Linked DNA regions of Mus musculus: region 2 is linked to region 1. The links are chromatin contacts, called in public promoter capture Hi-C maps. All regions are on one chromosome and are shown on one strand. Each heading gives the region's core, a stretch centred on a gene start, on an enhancer-like site or on the middle of the called end of the contact. The rest is flanking DNA. Distances are from core to core; before and after follow the strand shown. Region 1 has its middle 8.1 kb from the start of Gm35982. Region 2 holds the start of Bmp7 (bone morphogenetic protein 7).

Evidence for each region. Promoter capture Hi-C pulls out the DNA fragments that hold promoters and counts their contacts.
Region 2: a promoter capture Hi-C map of embryonic stem cells shows a contact between it and region 1. The contact joins the promoter of Bmp7 here to the enhancer-like site in region 1. A contact is called at or near these places in 8 of 39 promoter capture datasets (cranial neural crest, embryonic stem cells, frontonasal cranial neural crest and 4 more), 9 of 484 Hi-C or Micro-C datasets (embryonic stem cells and epiblasts) and 10 of 115 datasets of contacts at active chromatin or transcription factors (embryonic basal ganglia, embryonic forebrain, embryonic hindbrain and 4 more).

The regions. Positions count from the first base shown.
Region 1 is chr2:172,564,658-172,570,433 of GRCm38.p6, forward strand. No RefSeq gene overlaps it. Among named protein-coding and RNA genes, the nearest start is that of Gm35982, 8.1 kb to the right of the region's middle. Within about 2 kb of position 3,529, at least 14 of the 459 cell types and tissues checked have an H3K27ac peak or open chromatin away from gene starts, as enhancers often do. A contact at or near this core is called in embryonic stem cells, where this site is marked.
Region 2 is chr2:172,938,963-172,944,660 of GRCm38.p6, forward strand. Bmp7 (bone morphogenetic protein 7) reads right to left here and starts at 1,359. Exons shown (of 7, transcript NM_007557.3): 1 at 693-1,359. The coding sequence starts at 1,107. It overlaps Gm40010 (a long non-coding RNA gene), which reads right to left and starts at 683. Exons shown (of 3, transcript XR_867069.2): 1 at 1-683.

The sequences.
Region 1 (5,776 bases), core at 2,279-4,778:
TTCTGTAATCCCTGCACTCTAGAGGTTCAAGGTTACCCCAGGCTACAGAGTAAATTTTGGGGAGCCTGAGCTACTTTTTTGGGGGCAAACTGAGGTACTTAAGACTGTCTCCAGCCAGGCATACTAGTACATACTTTTAATTCTGACACTTGGAGGCAGAGGCAGGTGAATCTCTGAGTTTGAGGCCAGCCTGATCTACATAGTTTCAGGACAGCCAGGGCTACATAGTGAAACCTTGTCTTGAAAGAGAGAAAGAGAAAAGAGGAAGAGGAGGAGAAGGAAGAGGAAGAAGGAGATGAGGAAGAGAAGAAAGAAAAGAGAAAAGGGAAGAAAGAAAGAGAAAGGAAGGAAAGCAAGCAAACTTTTTGTTTATTTATTTTTTTTTGTTTTTGTTTTTGTTTTGTTTTGTTTGAGACAGGGTTTCTCTGTATAACCCTGTAGCCCTGGCTATCCTGGAACTCACTCTGTAGACCAGGCTGGCCTCGAACTCAGAAATCCACCTGCCTCTGCCTCCCGAGTGCTGGGATTAAAGGCTCGTGCCACCACGCCCGGTAGTGCATGCCTTTAATCACACACACACCGTTTTGAAAATGATGAGGTGCCAGTCACTTTCAGTCACTGCCCTCTGCATCCCATTTGGATGTCAGGCTGGGGCACCACTGTGTTATACAGTCTCCAGTACTGCTCTGTCTCCACCCATAGGCACCACTCGTCCATATGTGGTATACTGAGTACCGGCTGCCTCACTATGGGCTTTTCCCATCAGATAGTGCATGTGACTGACTCATTACCTAATCTGCTTACAAGCATCTTCCACTCACTCCCTGCCAGCCTCACTCCTGGCCCAGACTGGAACCCAGGTCATCCCATCCCAGGACCTTTGCATCTGCTGCTGTTATCTTGGAGACTCCTGTTGCCTCTCAGGAAAAATCATGACCTCACGGGCCAGGCTATCTCCCAAGCCACTTCCTGTCGTCTCCTTCTGTGTGGACCAGAGCCCACCAGAGTCAATGATCTTGCTTTTGTGTTGTACTCCCACCATGCAAGCTCTGAGGACACCTGTGTCACCAATGCTTGGAGCTGAAATGGGCAGGCTAGTAAAAGGCCAACCGGCTCTAACTGGGGTAGAGTGGGGATGGGGGTCTCCTGAGACCTCTGGTAAACCGCACCGTACTGTGTGGCAGTATGACAATGGCAAGACTGGATTCACAGGGAAGAACTTGGCTTTCACATAATTTTCGGCTGTCTGGAAACATTCTTGCTCCCGTGTTTTCTCAACCATTAAATAATGTAAAAATCAGGTGTTGGGATGGCTCAGAAGGTTTAAAAAAAAATGCTCGCTGTGAAAAGCTGTGGCTCCAGATCCCAGGGTGGGAGGGGAGAACCAGCTTTCTCCAGTGTTATCTTTTGCCTTGTGGTCCCCTCTCCACATACCACCTCTGTTACCAGGAAGCTGGTAGTACACAGACATACATGCAGGCAAAGCATTAATGCACAGAAAATAATAAAGTAATTCTTTTTTTGTTTGTTTGTTTGTTTGTTTTTCGAGGCAGGGTTTCTCTGTATAGCCCTGGCTGTCCTGGAACTCACTTTGTAGACCAGGCTGGCCTCAAACTCAGAAATCTGCCTGCCTCTGCCTCCCGAGTGCTGGGATTAAAGGCGTGCCCAGCAATAAAGTAATTCTTAAAATTTTACAAAGATACAAACTAGGAACTAAGAAGATTTCCACTCAAATATGGGGGTCTGAGTTCAAATCCCAGCACCTGTGGTACCTGTGGCTGATGGACTAAAGTTCTCGTGCTCAGGAGGTGGAGATTTAGGTCCCCTGAACAATCTGTCTAGATAGGATAGCTGAATCGCAAGGTTCAGTTGAGACACCCTGACTCAAGGTTTAAATCAAAATCCAGGAAGACACCAGACATCAACTTCAGGCCTCCACATACGTGACTGTTATATGCACAGGCCTGCACATATGACCACATGCATGAAAGCACACATACATATGCATGCATACCACACACACATGGGAAAAAAAAGTTAAACTGAAGCAGGCTTAGAAGCCTATGCCTGCAGTGCTAGCTACCAGGAAGGCTGAGGCAGGAGGATGATTACTTGAGCCAGAAATTACAAATCAGCCTGGGAACATAATCCCTTATCTAAAAAAAAAAAAAGAGGAAAATCAGAAATGGTGGCCCATGCTTTTAATCCCAACAATCAATCAGGATGCAAGGCAGGAAGATTCAAGGTCAGCCATGACTTCATAGCAAATTCCAGGCTAGCTGGGAGAGCCTATCTGAAAACCGAACCAGGAGTTGGGGGTGGGGGTGGGGTGTGTGAACCAGACAAACACAGTTTGGTGTGGCGATGAACAACTTTAATCCCAGAATTCAGAGTCAGAAGCAGGTGGGCCTTCGTGAATTTGAGACCAGCCTGGTCTACAGAGTGAATTCCCTGACGGCCAGGACCACACGGGGGGGTGGGGGGGGTTCAGAACCAAAACCAAACCAAACCAAACTAATCAAACAAACAAAAAACCCAAACCTAAGCCGGGCGTGGTGGCGCACGCCTTTAATCCCAGCACTCAGGAGGCAGAGGCAGGCGGATTTCTGACTTCGAGGCCAGCCTGGTCTACAGAGTGAGTTCCAGGACAGCCAGGGCTATACAGAGAAACCCTGCCTCAAAAAAAAAAACAAAAAACAAAAACAAAAAACAAAAAAACCCAAACCTACAAACAAGTCAGATATGGTGGAATATTCCTATAATTTCAGGGTTTAAGAGACACAAAGACATGACCATGAATTTAAAGATAGCCTGGGTTTCCTAGTTAGTTCCAGGACAGCCTTGGCTACATAGCAAGACCTTTTCACAAAGCAAAACAACACACCCAAGCAAGGTCAGGTGGGGGCTGGGATCGGGGAAGACTAAATTAGAACAAGCTGTACTCGGGGGCGGCGTGGTACTCCAATAATCCTAGCTCTCCGGAGGCAGAGGCAGGTGGATCTCTGAGAGTTTCAGGTCAGCCTGGTGTAATTAGTGAGACACTGTCTCAAAACCCAAAGAGCAGGATGATGAATTGCCAGACAAAGGGACAAAATAAAATGGACACGCGTGGTGGTTCCACAGAACAAAACCCAGGCCAGGCACAGCCAGCCTGTGAGTGGTGTAGTCATGAAACCTATTGAGAACACAGGTCTGGCCTTCCTCTCTCGGCAATTCTGGATGTCTTCCTGTGCGTTCCACAGTCTGGCCCACAGCCTGCACTAGTTTGAACTTGCTGGCTGTGGCCTGCAGTGTGAGCCGGTGTGCAGCCTCCCTTAGGAAAGTGGTGTTAATGAGCTGCCTTGTTGAGATGCGGTCTTGTGTAGCTCAGGCTAGCCAGGCCAGCCTTGAACTGCTGCAAACAGATGTGTCCCGCTGTGCCCAGTTTAAGAATTGCAGGTCACACTATCCGGACACTCCTGAGAGCTACACCCTCTAAGCATGGGGCTCTTAGAAGAGGGCAACCATCACCTGGTCTGCCTGCGGGCTCCAGGCTCCGTGAGGAGCAGGTGGTAGAATCGTTTGACTTCCCCCTGGCTGGTGTGTGGAAAGACAGCTTCTACGCTGCCTTCTGTGGCTGGAGAAACATGAGGCTGGCCTCTAGCTGGGAGCTGGCCTTGTTTGGGTCCAGCTGCCATGCCCCCTGTCTGGCTAACTTTGAGTGTGCTCAGGCAGGGTTCTGACATCCTCTCTGGCAGTTGCAGTCCCGGCTCAATTTCACAGAGCTGCGCTGCCCATCCCCTAGCCCTGCAGCGACGATGTGGTTGGAAGCCATTACTCCACAGTAAATTCTCCAAGACCAGGTTGTAGGAGGCTTCGGGATGTGCTGGGTTAGCATGCAGAGAATCCTGGGTTCCATCCCCAGTGTGGAATAAACTGGGTGTGGTGGTTGTTAAATTTCAGACCTGCGACAAGCAGCTAAGGTGTCTATTTAACATATCAAAACTGACCTGGCTTCCAGGTTTTCCCAGCACCACTCCATACCCAAGAGTCACAGGGTATGGTTGGAATGCCCTGCCTTCTATCCACTCCCAACTCTGCAGCTCAGGGTACTGCTGCCACTCCCCAGAGGCTCTTTCCTGTATCATCCAGCCATTGTGGTTAGCCATCTTTTTTTTTTTTTTTCAACCATTTGCCCACTTGGCTGTTACACCTGGTTCCCCTCTCCCTTCCCTTCCCCTCCCCTTCTCCTCACAGAGCTCAGGGTCATGTCCACGCTGGACTCTCCCAGATGTCCCTGCCTCTCCTCTACCACACCCAGCAACCAAGTCTTCCTTTTTCTTTTCTTTTGCTCATTCAGTAACACACACCTGTGATCATAGCACTTGGAAATAGAAACAGGACGATTGGGAGTTCAAGATCAGCCTGGGCTATGTGAGACCTTGTCTCAACAAACAAACAAACATACGAAAAAACAAAGTCAAGACCAAATGATGCAGGTTAGGTGTGGGACTCGTGGCTGCTCAGGGTCTATTTGAGGTCATCAGCCTTCCAGGCTGGGCACTAAGTGGCAGAGGACTCTCCAAGACAGTCAGAGCTGCTGGGGTTCAGGACTTAGAGGGGAAGCGCCCAACAGGACTCTGGGGATGTGGTCAGTGTAGACTTCTAGAAAGAAGGGACATTTCCCCAAGCCCCAAATGGCAATTGTACCCAGGTACAAAATCCAGGGCTCTGGGGCTGAAGTAGCTGGTGAGTGGAACAGACAAGACACATGAGGCCACATCCCCTCATAGAGCTTAATGACTTGGTAGAGGGCTTGGATTTTTTTTTTTCCCACCTGCAATGGCTTTAAGTAGAGCAGGGTTCTTTGCTGCTGCTGTTGTTGTTGTTATTGTTATAGTTCTTTTTCGTTGTTGTTGTTATTGTTGTCGTTGTTTTTCAAGACAGGGTTTCTCTGTATAGCCCTGGCTGTCCTGGAACTCACTTTGTAGACCAGACTGGCCTCAAACTCAGAAATCTGCCTGCCTCTGCCTTCCAAGTGCTGGGATTAAAGGCGTGCACCACCATGCCTGGCATTGTTATAGTTCTTATTGTCTTGTTTTAATTGTCTTGTACATACCAGTCAAGAGTTTTCCCCATTGAGCTTTAACCATAGTTCTCCTCCTCTTCCTCCTCCCCCTCCTCTTCCCTCCTCCTCCTCCTCCCCCTCTCCCCTTCTTTCTCTTCCTCCTCCTCCTCTTCTTCCTCTTCCTTCTTCTCCTTTCCTCTTCTTTGTTTATAGAAAAGATCTCACTAAGTTGCCCAGGCTAGCTCTGTAGCCCAGGCTAGCTCTGTAGCCTAGGAAAGACTTGAACTTTTCCTTCCTCCTGCTTCAGCCTCCAGGATGGCTGGGGTGAGCGATCTGTACCGTGAAGCTCAGCCCAAAGCAAGCTTAGCTTGCACTTATTTATTGTTAGTAAGACTCGAGCCCAGGCCCTGTGCTGCCATCGAACCCGGAACACTGAACTATACCCCAGCCCCTAATTTAGCATCTAAGCTGGTGATTCCAGTTGCTGAGGAGGAAACGGGTTGTGTTGACCACAAGGAAGCTGTCAGTCATTTGAAGAGATGGGGGGTGGGGTGGGGTGGGGTAGGGAGAGAGCATAGTGCCTGGTGTGTTTTGTTGGTAGAGTTGAGGGTCCCACTGCCAGGTTGGGTGTGAGACACCGTTAACACCTTCCAAGCAGTTGTAAACAAAATACATTGGCTTCTGGAATTTGGCTCCAAGGGATGACTGAGGGAGGCCGCCCTGATCTAC
Region 2 (5,698 bases), core at 109-2,608, 370 kb after region 1:
CGCCAAAACCCGTGGTTTGCGCGCCACACGTGATAAACGCTGAAAATGGATTCTGCCCGCCCGGGACCTATCATTAAACATTTAAAATAGAAAACTCGCAATGGCAACGTTCTTTCCCCGGCTCCAGCCGAGAGTCCAAAGGTGGGCGACTGGCGGCTAGGCGAGGAGCCCCGCGGCACTCCGAGCGCACGCCGAAACCAGCGCTCCGCAATGGGACAGGTAGGGTCAGAGAGGGGAAGAAAAGGGGATGCGCGGGATGTCAGAACCAAGCTGGCCTCAGAGGGGCAGAGGAAAGGCGGGAAGGCAGCTTTGCCCACAAGGGCCCTTTAAATCCAGGTAGCGCGGGCCGCTGAAGCCGGTTCAGCTCACATGACCCAGCCGGGCGCTTTGAACTAAGCCGCTGCCGAGCCGGGACCTCCCGCCCCTGAGTGAGATGAACCCGCGGCGGAGCAGACAGAGACTCAGGGCTGGGGGTGCACCCTCCGGATAGCCCGGACAAACCCTCCGAGCCAGCAAGACTTATCCGAGACGCACAGAGCTTAAAGTCTACTAAGACCCCGGGGCGAAGAGTCTCTGGCGGGCACTGATGCTTTGCAAATGGAAAGGTGGACCACAGTGGCTGTAAGCAGAGACCCTCTCCCAGTCCCAAAGTGGCCCCAGTCTGAAATATATCCCCTCCCACCGCCACTCACCTAGGTTGACGAAGCTCATGACCATGTCGGCGTCAGTGAGGAAGTGGCTGTCCTGCAGGCTGGCTAAAGGGGGGCCCTGGGTACTGAAGACGGCCTTGTAGGGGTAGGAGAAGCCCTGTCCGTCCGGCCCGCTCTCCTCCACCGCCATGGCGTTGTACAGGTCCAACATGAACATGGGCGCCGAATTATGCTTTCCCTGGAGGTGCGGGCGCGGGCGATGGGGCAACCCTAAGATGGACAGGATCTCCCGCTGCATCTCCCGCCGCTCCTGGCTGCGGAGGCGCCGGTGGATGAAGCTGGAGTGCACCTCGTTGTCCAGGCTGAAATCGGCCAGGGCGGAGCGCAGCAAGAACAGAGGCGCCCAGAGCGCCACGAAGCTGTGTGGCGCCGCAGCGCGCAGCGAGCGCACGTGCATCGCGCCGGCTCTACGCGCGATCCGGGGCACCGGGCCCGCGCCGCCCCAGGTGGCAGCGGAGGGGGCAGGGCAGCGGTCCACGACCCGAGGTCACTTGCTGCAGGCGAGCTTCAAGGCGGCCTCGCCACACATGGCCACTCCCCGGCCGGCTGCGCTTTGCCCGGGACGCCCCTGTCCTTTACTCAGTTCTGGCCCGGGGCCCCTCGGCCCGCACTCGCCAGGACGCACGGCAAGGCTAGCACAGCAACTCCAGAGAGCGAGCAAGAGAGCGAGGAGGCGGGCCGGGGTGGGAGGAGCAGCAGCTTGCAGACCTACAAGTCCGGAGAGCGAGTGCCGGAGAGGCAGCTGGGCGCTGAGCGAACCCTAGCTCCCTCCTCCCGCTCTGATCGCGCTCGGGCCCGCGGGCACCAGCAACAAACCCCTTTCCGATCTCCCGCGTGCCCAATACAAGGGCCCTGCGCGCCCGGATCGCCCGCCCGCCGCCTCGGGAGCCCCGGAGTTGGGCGCGCTGGGGCCGGGGAGCGGGGGAGGAGCGGGAGGACTGACTTCCCCGCCCCTCCCGCTCCCGCTGCCTCCCACCTGCGCCTGTCCCCGCCCTCCCCAAGCCTGGCCCAATGGCTTCATTCATTCCTCCCAGGGCGCTCTACAAATATTTACCGAGTGCCCACCGGGTGTCCGGCACTGGGACAGACGCCGCAGGGACCCAGAGAGAAGAATCCCAATCTGCCCAGCTCTCTCGGGACTCGCACTTGGAAGTGGCCAAAGTGTAGCAACTAAGGGCTGTGCTAGGAAAGCATCCGGGAGGGAGCGCAGGAATCCGAGAAGGCTCCTCGGAGGTGGCCACTCTTGGACCTGGCTCATCTTTCGAACCGCCCCCCCCCCAACACTCCATTTGCTCCAGTCATGCAAAACCCCCTCGGTACCCCCACCGCTTGCCCCTCTGCTATCCTGGCTTTTGTTCCTCGGGGAACGTTCTCTCCCTGCCCCTCCCCCCTCGGGTGCCACTTCCTCTGGGAACCTTCCAGGACTGGCAGAGATAATGTGGAGATAAAGTTCTTTCTACACTTCACTCCCCCAACACACACACACATACACACACACACACACACACACACGCGCACACACACACACACACACACACACCTCCCCTCAAGTCCAGCACCCAAGGGATCCGGGCCCAGGTACTTCTCGGCTTTTCCTTCCCAAGTATCTTTTAACCCAAAGCCTTCAAACCCCAGATGCTGCAGCTCTACAGAGTACATAAGTGAAATCTGGGACTAGAGAATGTTCCCACCCCCCTCCTCTCTTGGGGGGGCGGGGTCCTGACATGAGTCCTTTGGTACCTCACTGTCTAACAACCCCACCCCTAGCCCCAGGTAGGGCCTGAGGAGTAGGCAGTTGGTACCCAAGTTCAGAAGAGCTCCCGACTGCATTTTCCTGTCTCAAAGGACTAGCCTCCCTCTCCTCCCAGGAGGAAACGTCCCAGACAGATACTGGGTCTCTCAGTGGATTGCTGCTCTTTGGAGCCTCCGTTTCCTAATCTGAAAAATGGGAGCAAAGCAGCCTTCACCCAGAATGGCAGTGAGTGAGTGGGGATGGTGAGCCAGGCTTCCTGCTTTGCTGAAGGTGGGCGACAAGCCAAGCGTTTCAGGGGTGGTAAAATGGCAAGTAGGGGCTGGGGAAGGGCCTTGAGTAGGGGGTCCCTCTTGAAGTCCTAGGGTGAGATGGGAAGCCTGGTCTTTCAGGCTTCCTGGAACAGAGATAACTACCTAGGTCTCTCAGGGCTCCTTGGTAGGAATTTTAGGTGATGTGACTGTCTGAGGGGCTAAAAGAGACATGCAGGTCTTAGCCCAGGCCTTGGATGCCACCAGTACTGAGTCCCTGGCCAGTGCAGACCTGAGAGGCCCCTCCCTGGACCTGCTGTGGTGGGTGATCTGAGGCCAAGCAGGCTGCGAGCTGGAGACATGACCTCCGGTGACCATGTTACAGTTCTTGATATTGAATAAACAAAGGGGCCCTGCCCTCATCCTGAAGGCTGTGTGTGGCCTTCTGTGGCCTGCATGGGTGCCACACACAGGCCAGGCAGGAGAACGTTGGGTGAGTGGGCAGGCAAGCATGGCAACCTCCACGGCTACCTGGTTCTTGGGCCCCTGGAAACACTAAGGACCTTCAGTAAGGTCCGGAACAGAAGGGTAGCAAGCAGTCTTTCCCTTTGCTTCTCTCTGAGAAGCGTCAGAGCCCAGTCGGAGGAGGCACCGAAGAAGGGAGAGATAGGGCACCTGGCTAGCCTTGGGTAGAGGAGGGATGTGTGACCTATGCATGGACGGCAGCCATGACAGGAGAACCACCTTGTCCTCTGTCCATGAAACAAAGCCGTGGGCCACTGAGTCTCCACAGAGAGACTGGGCCACACAGATGAAATGACAGGTGGGACAGACAGCTTCAGAAGGAAAGCTTTTCCTGGAAAAAAAAAAAAAACTATCAAGAAGAGCCCAGCCAAACCGCATTTGTCCACAGAGCAGTGTCAAGAGCTAAGCCAGCCCCAGCCCTGCCCGAGAGAGGCCTCTGCTAAAGCCTCTACAGGCACTTCCTCCTAAAGTCTAGGCTGACATCAGGCTAAGGTGTACTGCCCACAGAAGCCTTAGTTCAAATCCACCCTCCATCTTTGGGAGCATCTCCCTAGCCAACAGGGAGCAAGTGGGGGGCTTCGAAAGGGAAGAGCAGGTCAGTTTGCATATGGGAAACACTCATTTGTCAGGGGTTCCTCTGGGCTCCTCTACCAGATGAAGGCCTGCCAGAAAGAGGCTCTCCGTGGGGACCTTCTTCCCACCACAGAAGCACACGTACACTCGCGGCGTGAGTGCACACACACACACACACACACACACACACAGAGCAGTTATCTCCTCATCAAGTGTCTATTGGGTAAATGGTAATCACTCAGACCTAACCTAAAAGGCCAATGGGGGGGAGGTGGACCATGAGAGGCCACCCCTTTCTCCCCAGGCCCCTCTCCCAGGTCCCTACCTCCCAGAGGCCACCTTTTCTCATTCCTAAGACCCCAGAGATAAGATCCCCTCCGAACTCCTTCCACCCCATTATCTCTCAGTCAAACCCTGGGGGAGGGAGGGTGCTTCTGCACTTCCTTTCCCAAAGGTGTCCCCAAGACCTCACCCAGCTGTTTCCTAAGTGACAGAACAAACACGCAGGACAGACGCCCCTGGAGCATCCAGGTCGCCCCAGAGAAGGCTTTGAGGATGTCTGGGGACAACCTTGTGGGGAGGAAGTGGCAGCCTGGGTCTTGGTTCTTCCAGCTGTGCACAGTGTGAGAGTAAAAATGGCTGGCTCCTGCCTTAGTTTTCCCATCAATCAAATGGGAGACTGGGATCCTCCCAAGATTGCTTGAGGATCTGCGTGTCGTCCCCCCACCCTCACCCCCATGGAAAGGGACCTGCCAGGTGCATGGGGTACAGAGAACATCCTTGGTAAATGTTAGTTGCTATCTGGTTAACAGAAAACCCACCAAGAGGAAAACCCACCAAGAAGAAGCTTCTGTCAGTTCAGATGAATCAAATTTTCCACAGTGCTCCACAGTGAACAGAGGAGCAAGAAAGACAGCCCCCATCAAACAGCCATGGCCTGAGAGGAAAGGAGGACCCCAGCCAGCATTAATGTTCATCTATCCCTCAATCCCCTGCCAGCTCCCCCTTGTCCCCCAGTCCCCACCCCAGGCCAGCCTTGGTCCAGGGACTTCCTGAGTAGCCAGGCCCTGACCCACATCAGCCTCAGCCCCAAACTGGTTCCCCACCCCCACCCCGCCAGGGCACCCAGCACAGGCTCCACAGTGTAATGCGATCCCCCCAGGCTGTTCCACACCTGGGCCACCTGGGCCTGGAATGGAGGGGTGTCATTGTGTCTGGAAGCTGCTCTCTGCTGCTAGCCTCCCAGCCTGGGCAAGACATTTTCATCTGGTACACCACTTCATATCCTGCAGAGGCGATTCTGACCCCAGCCCCTGATGTCTCCAAGGCAATAAAAAAAGAAAAAGAAAAAGAAAAAGAAAAAGAAAAAGAAAAAGAAAAAGAAAAAGAAAAAGAAAAAGAAAAAGAAAAAGAAAGAAAGAAAGAAAGAAAGAGAGAGAGAAAGAAAGAAAGAAAGAAAAGAATTCTGCTGACATACACATTTCGGAGCAAGGTGGGACCTCATCTTCGACTGCAAAATCTCATTCCATCTGCCTGAGGAGCAGGAGCCAAGCCAGGGGTGCCTTGGACCCAGGGGTACAGGCAGTTCCCTCTGGCCCCACCCAACCTGGTCAAAGCCTGATGACCTAGATCTCAGACCCTTGGTCAAAAGCGAGCTGTCCCCACTCTTCCACCCTCCATCAAACCTGGGATCCAAGAATCAACACACACACACACACACACACACACACACACACACACACACACTCTCCTGTGTGCCTAGGGCACCACCCCACAGGGTAAACTTTTTCTGCACACTGGCCATGCCTTTCTTCCTAGCAAACATTCCCCGCATCAGCCTCCTGGACTCTCTTTGCAGACTTAAACAGGAATAAGAAATTCTACATCAT